Regions from separate parts of the Anas platyrhynchos genome. Here region 1 is linked to region 2. A link is a contact called in public Hi-C data. All regions are on one chromosome and are shown on one strand. The core of a region is the stretch at or near the end of the contact, and the rest is flanking DNA. Distances in the headings are between cores, read along the strand shown. Region 1 overlaps RXRA (retinoid X receptor alpha). Region 2 overlaps RXRA (retinoid X receptor alpha).

Region 1 (6,766 bases), core at 3,462-5,961, 47 kb after region 2:
CCCACAACAGCTCCAGGCTTCAAGAGGCCCTCGCCCAGCAAACGAGAGCCGAGACTTGCAGAAGAAAACACGCACAACAAAAGCAAGGGGAAGGACACAAAGAAGAAGGATGAAGATGCTGGGGCAAACCCCCCTCCGACACGCAGGTGGCCGAGACAGGAGGCAAAAGCAGCGTATGGGAGAGGAAAAAAAAAAAGCAGCAGCCAAGCCTCCTTTTAAGCTTTAGAGGCAGGATTCCCATTGATATGGATGCTGCAGCTCGGTGCCCACCCCCTGCCCGGCTCGCAGGGTTCAGCTTTTCAGGGCACGCTGCAGGAGAGCAGAGGGAGGAGGGCAGCTCTCGGCCCATCCGCAGGGTGAGCTGCACGGTGTGGCTGGCGGAGAGCAGCCTGGGGGCTCACCTGCAGCCTCTCCACGTGCCCAGAGCTGCATTTTGGGGGATCCCCACTGCACACGTGGGCTGGGAGCCCCAAAGTCCCGCTGCTCCTGCAGGGATGCAGGCAGGCAGCTCGGCTCTCCAAGGTTGTCTGCGAGTCCTCTTTCGCCAGGGCTACACATACCATTTTTTAAAAGCCGGGTGATGTAATCAAGCAGTATTTATAATGCTGAAAACATCCCAAAGCTCCATCTCTTCCAGCTCCCAAGCACACTGTGTACTCTTAATAAAATAATTGCAGTGATGAATAGCCCCTTATAACATTCCTCTTCTGCAGCTACTGACAGGGCCAAGAGCTCGGATGGAAAAATCTTTCTCCCAGCGCTCCCTCAAGGTGCTCTCCGGATTTCACCTTTCCACAGCCAAACAGACGCTGAAATTCTGGAAAACATTTTGTCCCCGTGCCGAGCTGTCACACCGAGCGTTTCAATCCCATTCTGAGATGTGAACGACAAGCTCCTGCTCCCCCAGCCCGGCCACGTCATTGTCTTGATGACAAAGTCAGCAAATTGCAAAAATCCCAGACCTCAGGCACGGCGCCGGGACCCCCCAGCGCCCTCGGTGCCGAGCGCTGACCCCGCAGCCCCCAGCCCCACGGAGGGGGGCTCCATCCCCTGGTTCTGAAATAAGACTGGGGATTAAACCGTTTGTTTGCAAGCCCTCACGTGCCCGTGATTTCCCCGCTAATTAACTACAAGACAGGCCAATGTGGTTTTTTTTTGGTAGAGTCACTTCTATTATTAATTTGCGACCTGCGTTCGAGCAGGGAGCTGGCTGGTTTCCCTCTTGCCAGCTGAAGCTTCCCTCCCCGTGCAGGGCTTTTATTCCCAGCCAGGGAATTAAAAAAAAAAAAAAAATTCCTGAGCCCAGGAATTCCCACCCAGGGCCAGATCCTCCCTCTGGGTGCTCTGCACCACACCAAAGTCTCTCTGCTCCCAAAACCTTACAGCAGAGCAGCGGGGACGATGCCAGCCGGGGTCTTGCACCAGGTCACCCAGGGGAAGTCGGTGACAGCAAGGGACGTGAGACAAATGCCCTGGTGCCAAGAAGGGGAGCTGGAGGGGGTTTGGGGCGGTTTGGGGAGGTGAGGAGCAGCCTCCCCACCAAGTGAGAAATCCCTGCCCTGCGACACCTCCTGCGCGCACCTGGAGGCCTTGAAACCTCACCGCAGAAACCGGCACCCGGCCTGGCAAACAGCAGCAATGAGAAAAGCAAAGGCCAAAAACCCCTCCCGGATTAAATCCGCATCTCCTGACCCTACAAGCAGCAGGGAAAGCCGCCGGCAGGGCGCTGCGTTGCCGTGTCTCTCACAGCAAGACCCCGCTGCCGCCCCCCTCCCCGTCAGATGCTCTGAGCCGGCTTTGGGCGCGTGTTTGGATAAAGTCTCCGACTTTGCAAACAATAGGTATCAGCTGGCCTGGGGCCAGGCTATCTCGGGCAGGGATCACGGCTAAGCCTTCCTAAGTGCTTAAACGGGGGCCTGCAGGTAATTGTCCCCGCAGCCTGACCTCTTCCCCCGGCGGTGACGACCTCCGGTCCTAAGGCGGCTCTGGGCGCACAGGACACTTCGCCAGGGCAAGGGATTTAGGGCTGACGGGTGGCAGGATGGCTTTCAGCACCAGCACCACATCCCAAGCTCTGCTCTCTGTCATGGGATTGAGAACCCTAATGCCCCCCTCAGAGCTGCCAGGCACCCCATAACCGCTCAGGGAGAGGCACAAAGCATTAACACCGCAGCGTGCCCAGCCAACAGCCCGCAATTTGCTTCGGTGTGCAGAAAGTTTCGCCTTCCGACAGGTTTACCCTAACAGGAAGGGAGCCTGGGTGGCCCGGGGAGGTACAGGAAACCCTTTTCTCCCATGCTCATCGTTCTGTTTCCTCTGGATTTCTTTAACCTTTCACACTGGGCCTGATGGATGCCTGCAGATGGATTTTTGCAAGCGGGCACTTTCCTGCGGCGCAGCCTCGGTGCCCAACCACAGCAGCGCTTGCAGGGAAGCCTCCTCCAGCACAGCAGGGTTTGCAGGGGCACACGCATCCCTCAGTGCCACGTTTGGACCCTGGGGACATCACATCCAAGCAGGACGCTCGCAGTCGGAGGCTGCACTGAGGTTTGAAGGACCCGGACTGAATTCCCCCCCCCACCCCAGCCGAGGGGGAACGGGGCCGCAGCCTTAATCTCACCTAAAGGGCCTCTTGGGTGGGAAGATTAGCAGCTTGTTTCCACCCTGGGAGGAATCTCGGCGGGCGCAGGAGGAGCGAGATGTCAGACAATGTCAGGAAACGTATCAGCTTCCCAGGAGCTAATGGGGGGGGAACGTGCCTGTGCCGAGGTTAAAGGCTCCGGGGCAGCGTCTGAGCACTGAGCCAGACAGACCCCGGGAGCACAGAAGGCAGCGCCGAGCTCAGGGGAAGGGGAAGGACTGGGGCAGATGGTTAGGGACGGATCCCATGCGTCCAGACCTCCAATTTGGGGTGTTTTTAACCCAGCTCTGCACCCATCCATCCATACCCAGCACAACGCTGCTGCGGGGAAAACCTCTGCATGGAGACACAGGGCCCCCAGCCCCAAGGGACACCCACACAGAGCCACCCCTCAGGCTGCCACCACCCAGCCCAGGGAGGAAAATAGAAGAGACAGCCCCAAACGAGCCCGGAGAGCTGCTCTCGGGCTCTTTTCCACTGCGCTGGGCAGGTGACCGCCGGGAGCCACCCGCTCGCAGCGCTCCCCGAGCCCCGCGCTGCCGCAGAAGGGCAATGAAGTTGCAAAGGTTATCGTTTCCCTGTTCGACTGAGCATAAAAATCCTGCTCGGAAAACAGAAAAGGGAAAAAGCAGGAGGGGACTGGCAAGGCGGCGGGGAGGAGAGGGGCCTGCACGGCCCGGCAGCCCCAGAAACACCTTGCCCAAGGCGAGGGAAAGGGCACGGGGGCTCAGGCCAAACCAACACGTTTCCATTTCGGAGGAGTTTCTAGGAAAATAAAGGCTAAGTCTGTTATAAAAGTTTATCTGCGTGTGCAAGAGAGAGAGCGCACGCCTGACTACGGTATAGAGATGTCATTATTTTCATGCATCTGCCTTACCCAATTTTATTTAGTTGCTTTCTGCACCATTTCATGCTCATTCTGCTGCTGAGCTAGACAATTGCTTTATAACTCTAGGGTGCAATTTCACTGTCTGTGAGCCACACGCACGCACACGGGGGCTGTGCGGGGATGGAGCAGGGAGCTGCACCTCCCTCCTTCCCTCCCCACCCTGGCGGCTGGGGTTGAAACGTTTCAATAAATAAAAAAAAAAAATCAAAAAAGGAGAGAGAAAATTAAATTAAAATGCTAAGCGACTGTCTCTAACGTGTTACAAACCAAGGAGTGTGTCGGGGTGGGGAGCAGACCCTGGCAGAAGCAGCTCCCCATCAGGAATTAGGAGGATGAACGGGAGGGCAATTCTCTCTCACACTACGTGGGTGCGGAGACAGAGCCCGGCAGGCTGCAGGGCAGAAGCACTGAGCCTAACGCTGGGGTTTTAGGATCGATTGGAAGTCCCACTCGAACAAGTGCAGGTCAAAAGGCAGGGCTGGCTCTGCAGGTGCAGCGCTCCGAGACAGCGCTCTCCAACTCGCCCCAGCTCCCCATGCCTTTGCAAGGGGCTGGGTGTCCCCAGAGGGTCCCAGCTCTGAGCCGCCAGCCCCACGGGGTTGCCAGGAGGGGGTGGGGGCTCCAAAAGCAGCCCCACCACCGTGCACGACCCCGCCGTGGTGTGAGCAAGCACGACCTGGTGCTGATACACCGTTATCTGCCGCCAGCCGGGCCCTGCGGCACCGCGTTAGGGGCCACCGCTCCTCCGCTGGGGGGCTGAGCCTGCAGCTTCCCCTGCCCGATAAAGCCTCTCCTCTGCCAGAAACGGGGCTCCAAAAGGAGAAGGGGGGAGAGGAGGGGGTGTTCCAGCAGCCTGCTGAGGAAAGGGGGCCTCTCCCCGTGCCATTTCGCAGAACCCCTACCCAAACGCGGGTCCCCACGGCGCACGGTGGTGAAGCCACAGCGCCCACAAGCCGCCTGCCCCGGTCCCCCCGGATCCGTAGCAGCTTCCCCAGCTGCGTGAGCTTTCCCCGGGGCCTCTCCTGCTGCTCCATCGCCCTGCTCCTTCCTTCCTTCCTCCTCCACCACTGTCGCTCTCAGAGCGAGTCTCCGGCGCCGCACGGGCACAGCCTGCCTGCCTGCCGCCGTCACCTCCTCATCTCCTCAGCACATCTCGGCTCGCCCGTGCCAGCCCCGTCTGCCCCGCTCCTTCCGCTCTTGCCTCACCCGCTTGCCGTTGCCTCACCGCGTCTCGGTAATGGGTACGTAGGAGACGCGCTGCCCACAGCCAAATCGTATCGCGGCAGCCCACAGAGTTCACAGCGAAAACTTTCCAGCGCTTACGAGTCGGCCAAAAATGGAAAAACAATAATCAAACGGGGCTGCCTCGGCGCTCAGAGCCACGCAGCCAGCTGAAACTAGACAGGGCATCCGTCCCTAATGCGTTCCTGGCAGCCCCAGCACAAAGGATTTGCTCCGGAGCTCAGCGGGGCTGTAAACCTCCAGGCAAGCGGGCGGTGGGGCTCTGGGGCTGCCCCTTGCCTCCCCCCATCCTGCTCCCCTCTTTTTTTATTATTATTATTTTTGAAGTCTGTAAAAGCCAAAACTCCACAAAAGAGGAGGCCACGAGAAGCAGTGACCAGATGGGCATCCCGTTACCGTTTTAGTGGTGACAAATCCCAGCGCTGCTGCACCTTTTGCCTCCTGGCCCCGCAGCGATCTCGCACCCGATTCAGCGCCAGGAAGGGGTCAGGGCTCAGCCAGGACCCCCAGCTCAAACACTCAGACAACACGATGGGAAGCCCACCCGACAGACCCAGCACTGCCAGGGCTTGGAGAGCCCCTGGCAGCCCCCAGGACATTTTGTCACAACGGTCACCAAAGCCGCTTCTGCCACCACCGACAGCACAAAATTGGGCACAGGGAAGCCGTGCACAGGAGGCGGGCAGTAGGGGCACCAGGGGGAGATTGGGGGGCACTGGGTGAGAGAAGGAGGGAGGAAGAAGGATGTAAGCCCTGCTCCAGATGCTTCGTAAAACCAAAATTTGGGGTGTTTCTTCTTTACGCACTGCTTTGGAGCACCCGGCCCGCACACACACCACAAGCGGAGGCTTTTCTTCGCTCCCAAAAATCAGCTTGGTTTGGCTACCGAGAGCTGGGACCTTCAAGTGACCACACGAGCACCCCTCAATGGCATCCCCACAAGTGCCAAAACCCCCCAAAAAAACCTACAATCCCAATCCCTTCTCCCCAGGGCCTGCCTCAGTTTCCCAGCCCACCACTCCCGAGACATGAACAGGGCCAGGGGCAGAAGCACGGCCCCGAGGTGCAACCTTGAAACTTTTATTGTCAATCCCAATAAAAAAAAAAAAAAACATTTTGTGCTTACGAGTGGTCTGTTTGAACAGGATTATTTTTTAACTCCACGTTAAACAAGATTTCAAAGGAGGAGAGCAGCGTTTGGGCTCAATTTGAACTCTTCCCTCCCTTTCTCCTACGGGAGCTGTCGTTCCCTGTTTATTTCAGAAAACACCCTCCATTTTGAAACGCTGCCTTCCCAAAATAAAAACTCAGGTTGTTTCGCTGACTTTTCTCTGCTTTCTTCTGAGCAAAAACACTCTCAGAAAAGGCAAGTTCCCACAGCCAGTTTCCATTACAACGAGAGGGCATTTTCCGAGGCTAAATTGCATCTGTCTGAAAATCTTCAAGCAGTTTGAGCCGGCTGGCATGTGTGGGGAGATCCTTCTGTAGGGCTTTTTAAATCCTTATTTGCAATATTATTTTGTCTGCTTCGCGCTGCCTTGATGTTGTGAGCAGCCTTTGGAGAGACACAACCACTCCTCCCTCCTCCCCTGTCCTCCCTCCAGGCACACGCTTTGCTTTGAGGAGGAGGAGAAGAGAGAAATAAAACAAGAGACAAGCAAAGAGGGGGGAAAACGTCAGAAAGCTGCTTTTTTGTGTGCGTGTCAAACGTTCAAAGTTATCCCGGAGTCTAGGCTTTAAACGTAATAAAATACAGCTACTCCTGACAAAATCAATTAAAATAAAACCACCCAGGCTGCCTCCCTCATGCTTTGTAGTTGGGCTGACTTGGGAGAGCCCACCTGGGCCTTTTAGGAAGCAATTACGGGGCTGCCGGGTCGGATCCTGCTCCGCCAAGCACCCCTCTGCCTGGCAGCACCGCGGGGAAAGACCCAGCTCCGAGGGAAGCGACGACGGCTGCGACACGGGGAGAGGCGCTGGGGCTGGGAGCCAGC
Region 2 (7,367 bases), core at 1,421-3,920:
CCCAGAGGAGAAGAAGCCGCATTTCTCTGTGGCCGAGGCGTCAGAGCCAGGCATGTGCCCGAGCGGGGCCCCGTGGCTGTGGCTGGGGGAGAGCCCCAGCTGAGGCCAGCTGAGATTCAGAAAGGCGCCCACACCCCCCGGGTTTCCGCTATTTTATTTTTTTTTTTTTTTTTCTCAGCATCTCTTCCTCCTTAATCAGCAAGAAGATCAATTCTGGGTATTGCACAGCAGGAAATTCTAAATTTGGGCGGCCGCTCCCTTCCGCAGCGCAGCCCTGGGCGCTGCGGGGCCGCGCTCGGAGAGGGGCGAGGAACTAGCAGCAGGGACCAGGTTTTTGGAAACCTCCTCCCTGGTGCTGGGGCTGGCCAGGTGCAAAGCCCCGCCAGCCAAAGAAAGGCACGGGAACCCGCGAGGAAATGCAACGTGCCGAGTGCTGTTCCTTCTTCTGGTGCCTCTGCGGGTGGCGAGTTTCCCTGAACGCACTCGGCAGTGAAATCCCTGCCCGTCTGCTCTCATTCCTGAAAAGCCGTGCAGAGATTTCCTTGTTCCTTGGTTCCTCCCACCCCAGGAACCTCGGCTGTGGAGGTGTCCGGGCAGGAACCGATTGACCCCAGTTTTCACCTAAAAACTGCCATGGGAATGCAGCGACCACAAGAGGTCAGATCCTCGCTTTTGTCCCCAAAAGGGACGGTGCTCCCAAAGGGGGAAGGAGCAGTGCTTACGGCACAAGATTTTCAACAGCCCCTGGCCTACGCTCTGAAGTTTGCTCTGAATTTACACCAGTGTGGCTGGGAATGGTCACATCCCTGCCCGCCCTGAGCCTGCTGCTCCCCAGGACCAGCCCCATCCTGCGATGTTCCCCAGGCACCAAGGCCAGGGCACCTTTGGGCCACCTGCCCCAGAGCTCTGCGACCTCAGCTCAGAGCTTGTAAGAAGGAAAAGGCAGCCAGGAAGGACAAGAGACGCCCACAGCACAAAACACTCTGTGGTTTTGCACCTAGGGAAACTCTCAGCAGCTCACTCAGCCGTGCAGAGGGACGGAGCAAGAGCGCAGCCCCTACAAATCCCAACAGGGCTGGACGTGGGAACGCTCTGGAGATGCCCTGGGGCCAGCCCCAGGCACTTCGCCCAGCCAGGAGAGGAAACCAACCCCTTCCACCACCCCCCAGGCACACGGCAGAAGGATATCCCAAGGCACCAGAAGACGCAGCTGCCTGTTTTCCCCAACTCCTTCCCAAATTTGCTGCCACGTGCATCCCGCTACCAGTGCACCAGTGCCGAGCGTTTCTGTAAGGCTCTGGCTGCTGGAACCGTGTGGCTTCACCAAAAAGTCACTTGAATCTTTTTTTCTTCCAGGCCCTCTCTACGTCTCCACACAGGAGAGCACACGGAGATGTTTTTTTTTCTGGCGGGTGTAAGGAAATCACGGCTGGCCTCTGCGCCCTAGGGTCCCGGCGCGGTTCCGCAGGCGCCCTCGGTGCTTTCCCCCGGGGGCGAGCAGCTCGGTTTCAGCCTCTCTCTGCTCCGGGTGGGTTCCTCCTCGCTGCAGGCTTTCACTTTGACCAAACGACAACCTCAAAGCCACACTCCAGCCCCGACCTCCCACCGAAAGCCACAAGGCCCCTGCAAAGCCAGACGGGGTGCGGGGTGCGTCCTGGAGCTTTGGGACCCCCCTGGGGTCTCCTTGCTGGGTTTCCCCGGGCTGGAGGAGGCTCACAGCATCCCCGTGGGGTGCAGCGCTGCCTGCGTACCAAGGGGAAGAAGCCCCAAAGGATCCCACTGTGGGCCACGGAGAGCAGGGGGCTGGGGCTCTGCAAGGCAGAACCACTCCATCTCCATCCCATTAATCCTCTCCTCTGCCCTGCGGACACATCAGCCCTCCCCTCCCACCTCCCTGGGGGTGAGCGAGGGCTTGCCAACGCTCACAGCTTTTGGTAGCCCATGGGGGCCCTGCTGGGAGATGCTCACCGCCCTTGCACCCCATTTTCTGCTGGAGCCCCCCCTGGACTGCCCAAGCATCCTCACCTTGTCCTCAGCAGGGCTCATTTTACACTTTTTTTTTTTTTTTTTTTTTTGCCTTAAAAACCCACGGAGAGCCCCGCGAGAGCGCAGCCTGGCTCCCGCAGCCACCGGCCCAGCCACGAGCCCCGCGGGGGCCGTCCCCGTCTCCGAGGGGGGGAGGACTCGGAGAGGAATTTTCCAGAAGCAGCTCTCCCCGCGAGCCGCCGTGTCACCGGAGGAAACGCTTACCAACGCCTCTTCCTCCGCCACGAGCCCTCCCCGGCTTCCTGCCCGCTGCGCCCCCGGCCCCCACCACTCGCGGGGACCCGTGGCAGCCCCTCAAATTTATTTCGGTTCGCATCCCCCCCCCCCCAGCTCCCCGACACACACGGGGCAGCCTCTGCGCCCTCCTCCGCGGGTGCCGTGGGTGGAGGAGGCGAAAGCAGGAAGCGTGAGCAAGCGGGCGAGCGTGCCAGATGGAAAGTGTGAGGGGTCCCCGCCAGGGAAGGGAAAAGGGGGGACCTGTGGGGGGGAGACGGGGTGGGTGCAGCGGGCTGCGGGCTCTGCCCGAGCCTGGGAAGGGGGCGGAGGGGGAGGGAAGGAGGGGTGCACCCAGGCAAACAAGGGATTCTGCTGAGAAAGCAAATGTGACTCAATCACACGCTTGTGCAAAGATGTCACAACAGCCCTGAGAAATTGCAGGCTCCTGTTTCAGCCCCGGAGGGCCAGCGCCGCCGTCCCCGCGCTCACAATGCGCTCTGTGCCGCTGTCAGCGCCCCTAATTTACTGCCTGGGAACCCGCTGCAGGGCCAGGCAGTGAGAAGGGGCAGCGAAGTGCCGGCTGCCCAGGGCACCGGGAAGGCAGTGGGGCTGCACGGGCTTTGCTGGAGGACTCGGCGTGGCGGCTCCTTGGAGCTCATGCCCTCGCAGGCAGAGGCAGCCCCACGAGCTCTGGGGCGCAGGAGCCGGCCAGGGCCCAGCTCGCTGCCCAAAAATGCCACAGGAAAGCTCTGGCACCCCCGAAAAGGAGCTTTGGGCACCCAGACGTCAGCACCGAAGCACAAGTGCTGAGCCCCCATGGCTGTTACCATCCCCTGCCCAATCGGTGCAGCCAGAATGGCAGCAAGAGCTGCCAAAGAGGAAGAAAATCAGTGAGGATGGAGAGCTGCACCCGGGGACCCTGCAGCCCCCGGCCCTCCCCGATGGGTATCACCAGCACGGGCATGCGGTGGCACAGGAGTGCTCCCCCTCTGCCTGTCCCAACCAGGGCTCTGCTGGCCAAGGAGCCATCCTCATCCTCATCCTCATCCTCATCCTCATCCTCACCCTCCCCGGCACACGCTGACCTTCACGTCCCCCCCCGACTTTGTCCCGTTCTCCAAAAGGAGCACGGTGAGAGCGAACGCGCAGTGGTCCCGCAGGTTGCTGGAGCTCATTATGGCCTTTTAATTACATTCAATTGCAGTTTTATGGGCTTACGGGCAAATTGGAAGTGATCTAATTGTCCTTGAGGGGGTGCTACGCTCTGAGCTATGAAAAACCAAGCAGGATCCAGAGAGAGATGCAAGGGGAGCTTGAAAGCATTAGGCTCGTTCCAGCAGAGAAAAGGAGAAGTTTTGTATCCAGCCGAACCCCCTGGGGCCCATGACAACGAGCTGTGTGCCTGGCACGTGCTGGGCATCGCCTCTGTCCCCTCTGTCCCCCCAGCTCCCCTGGTGCATGGAGAGATGGGTGACAGAGCAAGCAGCCCTTGGCCTGCCTCCGTTCTCCGGGGGGGAGCCCCTGCTCCAAACCCCAAATCCTCCTCTCCAAAGTGAAGGGAGAAAAGGAGGAAAAGAGCACGATGCAGCCAGGCTGAGAGCTCTGATTGAGGGGGCTTTTGGATGGAGAGCATCCTGCTTTGGGACGTCAGCTGAAGGGGAGGATGCTGCTGGTGCTGCCCGGCTCCCACGGAGGACAAGAAGCACGGGGTCCTGCCCGAGGCGGGTTTGCGCCCCTGGCCTGATCCTACAAACCGAAGGCAAACCTAGCCCAGCTCTCCCCAGCTCCCCCTGCCCGGCCCTGGGCTCGGCACGCACCCTCCCCTCCTGCAAACAGATCACTTACAGGGGTAAGGCTGCTCCAGGGGCAAGCCAAGCACCCGAGCCCCGCACAGCCTTAACCCTTTAGCAGTGCGGCCGGGCACCGCTGGGGATCCTCCCTGCGGGACATCTGGCACGAGCCAAACCCTAAAAAAACTAAAAACCCCAAGCCCGCGGCCAGCTCCCAGCAAATACAGCCCGCAAAGCTGTGTCCAGCCGGCTTGTGTTACACAGCCCCGTGCATTAATCCCGATCTGAGATAATTACAGTCCTGCGTTGGCATAACGGGCTCTAATTGATCCAGCCTGGCTGGCACCTTGCTGCCGGCGTGCAGCTGGGAGCCTAACGCCCCAACACGGCCCTGCTGCCGGCCGTGCTGTGGGCAAGGAGAGGAGATGCTGCTAACTGGTTTTCCGGGAGGCTCTAACTGGTTTTCCATGGTGGTGGAACTGGATCAGGTCGCAGCAGGTGATGGCGAGGCCGGGAACCACGCGGGCAGCCCGTGGGGACACCGTTCTCCAGCTCTCCTTGCAGAAGCGTCCCCCTCCCGTCCTGCCAGGCTGGAGAACAGAGCCCTGGGGGTCCCTCCCCACCACCATTCCCGTGTTTAATGCGGGAGGAGTGCGCAAAGCTGGAAACCCGAGGCGAGCCACGGGTCCTGGGGTGCTCGAGCTGCCGCCCTGTCCCACCGTGCCAGCTCCAGCGGCACGCAGAGCGCTGTGCGCAGCGAGCCCAACGCCTCGGGGCCGTGCCACCCGCTTCATCCACTGCTGCTGGAGGTCTGGGGGAAGGAGCCTGAGAACTGGGTGCCTACGTGCTGCAGGAAGGCGCCGGAGGAGATAGGGACGGCAGCTGCCAGAGCCAGCTCGCCTCCGAGTTCCTGCCGGCCGCCAGGCAGCGCGCGCTGCGCCTCCGGAGCAAAAAGCTGCTGCCGGGCTTACGTGGCCCCCCCAGGGCTCAGCAGCAGGCGCTGGGCAGGAGGGGAGCCTCGTCCCCACCCCGAGGTTTTCCTCCCCAAGTTCCAGCCCTGAGGCTGGCAGGAGGGATGGACGGATAGATGGACATCTGGGGGTGGCTCCCCCTTCCCAGGGCAGGGAAGAGGCCCCGGGAAGCCTTTCCCCGAGGCGGGTCGCAGCGTAGGATGCTCTGCCTGCGAGCGGCGTTTGGGTTTGAATTCCTGGTTCCAATCCAAAACTAATTAGGCTGCGTCCAGGCCAATCAGATAGCCCTGGCTAATTGAGCTCGGCGCAGCCAGGTCAATGTCCAGCGGGTCTCTGCGTTCCAGGCGTTTTGTCAGCCCGCAGATAACAGCCAGGGCCTGGGAAGGGGAATAACCCTTCAAAAATTTCTCTCTTCGTGTCAAGCCAGAGCCTTTCCATGCCGGAGCTGCAAAGCAGCCCCATGTTAACCCCTTGGGCACTGCCAGCATCATCCTCGTGGCCCAGGAACCCCGATGGATGAAGATACCCCAATGGAGGCAGCTAAAAGGGGACGAGTGGAAGAGAACATGGGGAATGCCCCGTGCTGGTGTGCATCCCTCCTGGTGCCACTTGGGGAATTAGGCACTTGGCAGCCCACACAGCAGCCCTGAGAGGATGGCGAGGAGATGCAGTGAGTGGCCCCAAGAGAAAACAAGCAGGATGGGAGAGCTTCGCTCCCACCAGCGGGTCAGGGCCATGGCAAAGCCCACACAGATGGACGGACAGACGGACGGACACAGGGCTGGAGGTGGCCGAGGCTGCTCCGCGTTTCCACCCAGTGCCGTGCACGGCGTAAACTTCCCAGAGCCGAGGAGCAGCGGCTGCACCCCAGGGGCAGCAGAGGAGGAGGGGGGATGTGAGGAAGGCTGGGGAGGGCCCTTCCTCCAGGGTCATCAGCCGCTCTTCCAGCGCCCGGCTTCTGGGGCTGGTTACAGAGGAGACAATCACAACGCCGCCATAAAAACAGGCGCTTCCTTCACACGCTTCCTCTCCGTCTCTAACCCCGCTCTTGGTTCCCATCCCGAGCACCCTGAGCCCGGGCAGGGAGGCAGCAGCCCGGCGAGGCTGTTCCCCTTGAGCTGACCAAGAGCCGAGACGTTTCATTAATAACCTCAGCTTCTCCTAGCACGTCTGATTACGATCTCTGTTTGGATCCGCGCTCACGTTACACGCCCGTCTCCATTATAGATCCCCTTCTCTTTAAATCCCCACTTATCTCCTTTACCACGTAAATCACACAGAGGGCTCAGGGTGTGTTTTTTTTTTTTTCCTTCCCTTCCTGCCTGCCTAACTCTCCTTGCTCCAACAGCAGTTGGAGAACAAACACTGATTGAAACCGCAGCGTGCCCAGGCAGCCTCCGAGCTGCAGAGGCAGAACAAAAAGAGACCCCCAACAAAAAGAGACTCGGGGTGGGCCAAATCCTCACCCCAGCCTTCCTGGGAAACCCCCAGGAGGTGCTGGGTCCGGCCCGAGCGCAGCACCAGGGTGCTGGGTGAGGAAGCGTGAGCCCGGGCTGGCTCCCCCACCCCGTGCCACGGCCCTCTGGCAATTAAGGCAATTGCTTGCATAGAAACCTAATTATATTAGGGAAGTATTCAGTAATTTTTAGCTGTTCTGCTGGTGGCTGGGCTCCCTCCCCCTCTCGCGTGCCAGCGGCTCTGGGCAGAAGTTGCAGCGCTGGGTTCCTCTCCTCTTCTTCCGCTGCTGTGCAGAGGGGGGAGTGAGGAAGAGGAGGGAGCTGGTGAGAGGGGCAGGCAGCACGCGGGGGCTCGGGTACTGGCCCTGTAGCTCTTGGGAGCCTCTGGCTGCCCTCCTGCCCCACAGCAGTTTGCCTGCAAGGCCTGCATGGGATGGCTGCGCCTTGGGGGCGCAGATGCCCAGCCCTGGTAGGTGGTGGTGGCCTCTCGATGCCACCATGGGGAAGATGCTTCTGGATCCTCTGCTACAGCACCCAGCAACCCAGCGTTGAGCCCCAGCACAATGCCCACCTCAACTGCAAACCCCACACATCCCTGCCACTGTAAGATTTTGGCACGCCCTGGGGATCCCCCACCACGCGTCTCCATCCTCCGTGGGTCCCCACTGCGCAAAAACGCCCAACGGGGCACCCAGCCCCAGCACCCAACGCCCAGCTCCATCCCCCATCCTCCATCCCCAGCTCCCAACCCCAAGCCCCCAGCACCCAGCTCCAACCCCCAGCACCCAGCCCCAGCCCCCAGCACCCAGCAGCCGGCCCCATTCCCACGCCTGGTGCCTGCCCGGCCGCCGGCTGCGCCTTTAAGAGGCGCGGAGGGGAGCGCGGCG

The links. A called contact is a pair of places that touch in the nucleus more often than the background predicts.
Region 1: a Hi-C map of subcutaneous adipose tissue shows a contact between it and region 2, with 1.8 times the contacts expected there. The contact joins two enhancer-like sites. A contact is called at or near these places in 2 of 8 Hi-C or Micro-C datasets (skeletal muscle and subcutaneous adipose tissue).

Annotation. Positions count from the first base shown.
Region 1 is chr18:8,741,475-8,748,240 of IASCAAS_PekinDuck_T2T, forward strand. All of the region lies in intron 1 of RXRA (retinoid X receptor alpha), which reads right to left. Among named protein-coding and RNA genes, the nearest start is that of RXRA, 7.6 kb to the right of the region's middle. Within about 2 kb of position 4,712, at least 4 of the 8 cell types and tissues checked have an H3K27ac peak or open chromatin away from gene starts, as enhancers often do.
Region 2 is chr18:8,696,826-8,704,192 of IASCAAS_PekinDuck_T2T, forward strand. The region is part of intron 1 of RXRA (retinoid X receptor alpha); the gene reads right to left. Among named protein-coding and RNA genes, the nearest start is that of RXRA, 52 kb to the right of the region's middle. Within about 2 kb of position 2,671, at least 6 of the 8 cell types and tissues checked have an H3K27ac peak or open chromatin away from gene starts, as enhancers often do.